Linked DNA regions of Gossypium hirsutum: region 2 is linked to region 1. The links are chromatin contacts, called in public Hi-C maps. All regions are on one chromosome and are shown on one strand. The core of a region is the stretch at or near the end of the contact, and the rest is flanking DNA. Distances in the headings are between cores, read along the strand shown. Region 1 has its middle 16 kb from the start of LOC121206787. Region 2 holds the start of LOC107888846 (protein CASP).

What was found. A called contact is a pair of places that touch in the nucleus more often than the background predicts.
Region 2: a contact with region 1 is called in a Hi-C map of fibers, with 1.9 times the contacts expected there. The contact joins the promoter of LOC107888846 here to the enhancer-like site in region 1. A contact is called at or near these places in 8 of 34 Hi-C or Micro-C datasets (fibers, hypocotyl and leaf).

The regions. Positions count from the first base shown.
Region 1 is chrA09:41,180,060-41,183,952 of Gossypium_hirsutum_v2.1, forward strand. It overlaps the pseudogene LOC121205991. Among protein-coding and RNA genes, the nearest start is that of LOC121206787, 16 kb to the right of the region's middle. Within about 2 kb of position 1,587, at least 6 of the 9 cell types and tissues checked have an H3K27ac peak or open chromatin away from gene starts, as enhancers often do. A contact at or near this core is called in fibers, where this site is marked.
Region 2 is chrA09:41,422,494-41,426,588 of Gossypium_hirsutum_v2.1, forward strand. LOC107888846 (protein CASP) reads right to left here and starts at 2,159. Exons shown (of 19, transcript XM_016813097.2): 1 at 1,674-2,159; 2 at 831-941; 3 at 98-276. The coding sequence starts at 1,758.

The sequences.
Region 1 (3,893 bases), core at 337-2,836:
ACCAAAATAGCAAAGAGGGGGTGAATTGGCCTTTAAAAAAATTGGTGAAAGCAAAGACAGAAAATGAAACAATGAACACAAAGGTTTAGAATGGTTCGGCCCCAATTACCTACTCCACTACCTTAGCTTTCCACCACTAAGGATTTTCCCAAAATTCACTAATTTGATAACCTTTGAGGATAATGTTAACCTTACAACTCTCTTAATATTTCTACCCAAAATCTTAAGACATAAACCCTCTCAAGGAAATACAAATAAGAAAACAAAGAAATAATCCTTACAAGATCAAAGTGTTCGCAAATTAAGCTCAAATACAATGAAATACACTTAAGCAAAAGAATAGGAGTAAAGCTCACAAGTGTATGAAAAAGCAATATGGAAATAGTAAGCTCAAAGGTTGTTTGATGGAAGATTTTTTTGCTTGAAAGTGCTTTTTTTTATGTAAGTCTTTGGAAAATGGTATTTATGCCCCCTAATTGATTTCCAATTGTTAAGGTTGTTGGTGTCATGAATATGGTCGTTAGGGATGTAAAACCAAAACATTTATTTTACCTGCAACTGTGAGTATCGATACCAAATAAAAGAGTATCAATATTTTTTGTAATAAATACTAATTCAGTGATCGTTGGGATTTATTAGTTGATACCAAAAACATTTTATCGATACTTTTGAAAAAATGTATCTATATCAGAACGATACTGTGTAGGGTTTGTAAGAAACAGAATGCTATTTTGGTATCGTTTTTAAGGAAGGTATTGATTATTTTCAGAAAATATCAATACCTCAAAAATGGTATCGATAATCTTTAGGATTTTTGAAAACAAAATGCAAGTTTGGTCTCAACTTTTCTAAGAGTATCAGTAGTTTCAAAATTATTGATACTTGGCCAAAATGGTATTGATACTTTTTAGCCTGGAACAATTCTGACTTGTTTGAAAATTATTTGATGTATTCAAAATTTTATCTCTTAAACTTCAAATTTAAAAATCATTTTGTCAATTTTAACTTATATTCAAAAATACTTCAATTAGTTATATCAAAATATTTTATCAAATAAAACTTGGATTATCACTAACTCTAGGATAGAGATCTAGAAAATGCATCTAACTAGACGAGCTTTTTGAAAAACTCATTTAGCTGGCCGCGCTTTTCAAAAAGCTTATTGGACGTGCTTTCTAGTTAAATCGACCTATATCCCTAATTAATTTTTAAAACTGGTCTAAATGTCTAAATAAAAATAAAAATCCGCCTAGGACTTATTTTGCCTTTTTTTAAGGAGAGTTTCTATAATTTTTTTATTATATTTTGAGATAAATAAGGCTTTATTAAAGAAGTAGAAAAAAAGGACAATGATGACCTAAGAAACGTTTTCTCTACTCTCAGCCTAATCACAGATAATCCCCTCCATTAACAAAAAAAACGAGAAAAACAAGGGGAGGAAATCTGTGAGCCAAATACAGCATACCGAAGTTGAAATCTGGAAAATCGTTCACCTCAAAGCTTGCATATCATCTGGGAGGATTGTGTCCGTCGTTTCAAACCGAATCTCGTCCCCCCTCTCTCCTTTTTACTTCTTCTAATCCGGCGGTTCCACGGTCCTTCGATCCGCCGCGACTCTCGGGACTTCTTCCACCCAACACCAGTCCTGATCTCTGTGAAGAGCATCTCCTGCCAGCAGATGGGCAATTTTATTGCATTGACGGTGGGTATGTTTCGGTTTTACTTCCAAAACCTGGTTCATTAAGGCTTTTTCGTCTGAAACATAGGGGCTTATGGTTGATCTGTCTAACCCCTCATGCTGGATTTTATTAATCACCGTTCTCGAATCCCCTTCCAAGATTACATTTTGAAAGCCCATATCCCTCGCAAATGACAAAGCCTGAACACAAGCGAGAGCTTCTGCCGCAAAAGGAAATGATACTCCTTTGTTCACAATCTCACAGGCCCCCATTATGCGGCCGTTCCCATACCTAGCAATTACTCCCGTGCCCGCGAATTTAGTATCCATTTTGAAACTGGCATCGAAATTCATTTCGATAAACGTGTCTCCAGGCTGCTTCCAACTAGAAGGACATAGAGGAGTTTCCTCAGGTAAAACTGCTGTTTCTCTGTCTCAGCAATATAGGATCGTATATAGCATGCAATATTTTGGGTTGTGTCTTTCTTTCATGCAGCCATTTATTTCTTGCGTTCCACATAGCCCAACAATTTACTTCTAACATCTTGCATCCCATCTCATTTGAATGTTTGAACATAAAGCTAAGCTGATCCTTAAACTCTGTGCTCTGCTGTTGCGAAGGTCCCCAATCAATATGACACACTTCCCATACCCGTTTACTCAATCCACAATTGCGTGTGCTGAAGTTTCAGGCCTAGCTTGGCAGACTGGACACAAGGGATTATTCGCCACTCTCCGCTTGTACAAATTTGAGTAAGTAGGAATAATGTCGTGAAATATCCTCCAGACAGTGATTTGAATCTTTGATGGACATGTAATATTCCCGAGTTTCTTTTAAAAATATGTATAATTTTCTGTTGAGGTAGCAGTATCTGTATTTAGAGCAGAATTTAGGCCATTATCCATCAGAACTTTGTATCCGCTCCGAATGGTGTACTCCCCTGTCTCCCCCCCTAACCATACACGCATATCTGGCATCTCATAAGTTGCAAGCGGGACTCCTAATATTTGCATGTCAGTTCTAATCGCAGAATGTTCTCTTTTAACTTGATCAGACCCCAACAACCAACGATCGTTCCAAATCGAGACAGTTTCCCCATTGCCTATTCCCCAAAATTTTTCATTCCATGTTAAAATAGCACATTTACGTTTAAAAAATTAAAAGCAATCCCGAAACTTTTAAGAGATAATAATAATAATAATTTTAAATATCAAGTTATGATAATAATAAACATCAACTTATAATTTTGAGAGAATATTTTTTAATCTAATCTAATATATATTTGTATAGGTTTTTATAAAAGATAATTTTTATAATTTTTCATTTACGTAAGATAAGTTTGATTTATCTGAAATATTTATCAGAAGTGAAGTTTTATAATATGTTGTCTTTTACTCTCTTGTTCTTTATTAGAAGACATTTCGAAAAAACAGGCCTCCCCGTAACCTGCACAATCGTCACTCGGCTATTTAAGTCATTTGCATGTTTTGTACAAAACAATTAAACAAATTCAATCAGATTTGGCCACTACATTGCTGAAAGGAGTAGAAACAGATTGGCGCTGGAGAGAAGTAAAGATACAAGAACCCTAAGCCACAGGAGGATAGATTCGGACTTCCTCAAAATTTATTCATTCGAGATTTGCAGGATGATTTGTTTTATTTTATTTTTAAATTAATTTTAATTTATAATTGATTTGATTAATTTATTATATTTTTATATTTTGGAGGATAATGAAAGATTTCGATCTTAGTATTATTTTTTATTCTTGATCTTGGATTTATCAAACAAAAATTTAAATTGGTATGAAGCTTTGATGTATTTTTTCTTTCAAGTATGATTGTGATTATTATTTTATTTGTTTTAATTCTAATCAAATTATTGAGTTAGATTATTAAATATTGATGGGTTCATAAATTTTTATAATCAACATTCTTAATATATTACTTTTAAATGATTGTTTAAATATATATGTTAATTGTCGATTCAAAATGTAAGTTTTCGTGTAATTGTACCCTTTTAAAGAAAAAATCTGTGGGGATATTTAGAAGACTGTTCTATTAGATATGTTGCATTCCCTTAACTTTATACAAACATAATTTTTTAATGATATAATCATGGACATGAAAAATGACATAATAATAACCTTTCAAAATATAGAGATAACTTATGCTATCAATGTAATATTAAATATCATTGGTCACATACTTGTCT
Region 2 (4,095 bases), core at 909-3,408, 240 kb after region 1:
TCAATTAAAAACTGAATTTAGGGAGGCATTCAACTAATAGAATGCAAATTTTAGTGGGATCTCATTATAAGTACCATATATCAGAGATAACACTTACAGAAATTGAAGCAAGAGCAGGATAAGGATCAGGAGCCTCATAAAGCTTTTGATAGATGTTCAGAAAAGCATTCTCGCCAAATTTTGCCCTCTTGGTAAGATTATCAACTTCTTCTTGGTAGCCCTTAAGTAATGAATTAAATAAACTTAATTTTTCCTCTGGCGCAGCTTTCTTGAAATCTGTTATGATGAGAAACAATGAATTTGACTAAGGCATTTCTCTATACAGAGTAAACCTATAGCAAAAGGAAATCAATGAGCATGGATGCTAAGAAAAAGGGAAAATTTTCAACTCGTCTAACTTTCACAGTAATAAGTAACTGATATTAAGTTTTTCTCTATAAATAGCATTCTCTCAACCTTCTGTTCTTACTTTGCTTCCCAGTAACTGAACCAAAAAATGGAAATTATTAGCAGTTTTGCATTTGATAGAGTTCTTTGATTTGAAGAATAATAATAATAATAATAATAATAATAATAATAATAATGATCATGATCATGATAATAACAATATTAATATTTTTAAAGAAAAATAAAAAGGATGAGACACTTGAGGATTTGGCACTCATGTCTACTTTTGATCAACATGCACCTAGAAAATAGTATGTTAACTCAACAGTATAATGTTAGAAAACATAGCATCATTAGGCTACCCTGCATCCTTGTAAAGAATGCTGCAGAGTCTTTTTATGATTACAGCACAAACATGCCATACATATAGGAGAAAACAATACCTCTTGTACTCTCAGCAAGCTTCCGCCTATTTTTCTGGCTGTTTTCCTGATTTTCAGCTATTCTGAGTCCTTGTTCATCAAGCACACTTTTCTCTTTTTCCAGATCAAATTCTGCAAAAGAGAAAAAAAGACATAAAGGAAATTAATACTCATCCCAAGAACAATTAGTTTCCTATTTGATTATACCAGAACATAGTCATGCATATTGCACAAGAATAAATGTTATTACTAATATATTTTTTACATTATACTTCTGAAGTATAAATACATATTTTTTTTTATAAATGATTTAATATAAAAAAGGAAATAAACATAAGGTGAAACTAAAAATACCATATATTGTAGAATTCACTAAGAATTCAAATCTCATCAATCACTAATTAGATGTTACTGATTCTATTTATAATTCTATCATAAATAAGAATTATATAAGCGCAATTTAATAATACAAAACAGTCTAAACCGATAAAAATTCTTTTCCTAATTATTTTTGTTGGAACCATCACAGATGCAGACGGAAAAAATTGGAGAATATTGAAAATTTGCAGTACTTGACTCATCTTTCACACTTTCTCCTTCCAAAACTATCCAATTTTCTGGAAGATTGATTTTTTTTTTTTGAACATGGATAGAAATGGCAACCTCTTCTGATTTCGTGTCTCATTTTTCTCTCCCACCCTCAGAAAAAGAGTAAAAAATCAAACTAAAAGCAGTTAAGATTTTCAACAAAAAATGCAGCCTGATTAGTTAACATCTAAATATAACTCCAATGGAAATGGTTGAACAAAACAAAATTAACACTTAAAGAAGAATAATTCCGAATGAAGCTAAACTTGATGATACCTTTCCAGAAATTGGAGACAACGGAGACAGGAGAAGAGGAAGGATTGGTTTTGTCGCCGTCGGATCCGCCTTGCGGAGCATCCATTTTTTGGGAATTCGGATCTCGCCAAATGCTAGGGTTTTAGGTTGGTTGAAAATGGATTGTAAGGATTTGAATTAATTCCAATATTTCAAGTAGCGGTAAGGAGAGTAATAAGATCGAGAATGAGTTAGGATATATTTGGATGATTCGTAGATCTGTAAAAGCCTTGAACCGAATTGGTGGATCTTTAAAGTTTCTTTCAGAACAAAACTTAAATAAAATAAAAATAAATAGCTTTCTCCTTTCAGTTTTCGGTTGAGTTGCGGTTTCAAGCTTACTAGATTTGGTTAAACGCTTAGGGTTAATTTGATCGGTTCCGGTAAAATTGAAAATAGTAATGGTGATGAGATCGCTTAATTTATAAGATCACTTAATTTGCTAGTGATGGGATTGAATATTTTAAGGATAAAATTAAATTTTATGTTTCAATGTGTGTTTATATTTAAGGATTTAGGGCGTAAATGAGATTTGGTATTTGGTCGATATTTGAATTTGATTTATAACTACTGAGTTGAATTTGAGCTATTAATTGAGTCAAATTCGAGATTAGTAATCCTTAAACTCGAACGGTTTGCAAGTTTCATCAAGTTTTTTTATTTTTTTATATTATTAAATTACATTACTATCATTAATATATATTATTAACCGTAAACTTAATTATTGAGTCGGGCTTGAGTTTGAGCTTGAATACAAAAATTAATAAACAAGTTTAATCAATTATATATCTAAGCTTAACTCAAGCCCAAAAGTAGATGTTCAATCGAGCTCGAGCCAATTATCGAGCTCTAAATTTCGAGTTGAACTCAAGCTCAAGCTTGACAGTATTTGTGCTTAGCTCAGGTCAATTACACCCTTATAGAGTACAAAATGACTTTTATAAGGTGAGAATATAAAATTAGGGCTTAACTCAAAAATTGATACCTAAATTATACTTTTTTATCTTGTTATTTAAATTTCTTAAGTAAATTACATAAATGATCTTCCAACTATTAGTAAGTTTATAGCTAGACCATCTAACTTTTAAAAATTACAAAATGATCACTCAAATTATCACTTTTGTTTTTATGAGTCCAATTTGGTTAAATCACTAAGAGTTTGATGACGTGGCTATTAATGAATGACGTGGAATTTTTATCATTAATTCTTTTACACATAATATCCATGTCATTTTAAAGGTTATATAAATCAACAAGAAAAATATTAAAACCCAAAACTAACTGTTTTGGGTGCTTTAAAATCCTAAAAAATTGAAGCAGCAGCTTCAAATTCTTCCATTGTAAAGAAAGATGGTTTATGGTGGAAATTATAAGAAAAAAGATCCAGAATTGAAAACGGAATGAATGACTTTTTACCTATTTTCGTAATAACTCTATTTTAGTTGTGTCAAAAAATATGGTTTTAAAATCTCATTTTCGTAAATTGGGTCTGTAAGGGCGAAATATAAAGATTTATAAAGTTAGTATGAAAATATATTAAACTTTGGTTAACTTAGAAAACAGTTAATTAAAGCTCAGGGACTAAATTGTAATAGTCTAATCACTATTGAATTTTATTTTCAAAAAAGGTTAAGATCCTAGATAATAATTATCCAAAGGGCAAAATGTAACACCCCTTACACATGTCCAAGGCCGGGACAGGATACGAGGCATTACCGAACTTAAACATACACAATCACATAAAATCAGGCCATAAAATTTCATTCAAATCAAAGACATCCATACATATGTATAACGTCCCTTAAACGAGCTTACGACGCCCTAAACACGCATTGGAGATGATTCGGGATTAAACCGGAAACTTTGAAAACTTCTGGGAAAACTTAGAAAATTTCATCATGAAACAGGGTCACACGCCCATGTGGGTAGGCCGTGTGGTCACTGACGCCCGTGTGGCTTGAGACACGCCCATGTCCTCAGCCCGTGTAACTCTCTATTTATGACGTCATCACCAAAGTAGGGGCACAGGCCAAAGTACACGCCCATGGGGCAGGCCGTGTGTGCCTGTGTGTCTATTCGTGTGGACAAATGCTTGGCTATTTTCCAAGTCATTTTGCCACCCTCACAACACATGCACACTTACATATCTCAATTGCATCCAACATGGCATAAATGAACACTTAATAATCGTAAATATGGCTTATGCTTGACATTCTCATAACAACTTATGCATACACAAGGCATCATACTTTATCAAGATTAATCATAACAACTTTCATACTGAGATTATCATTAATACATTTTCACGTTTCACGCTTATGCTATAATCTATCCATATGCCAATTATGAAAAAATCATCATCGAGTACTTAATTCGTATGCACACATTCATCCATATCAAACAA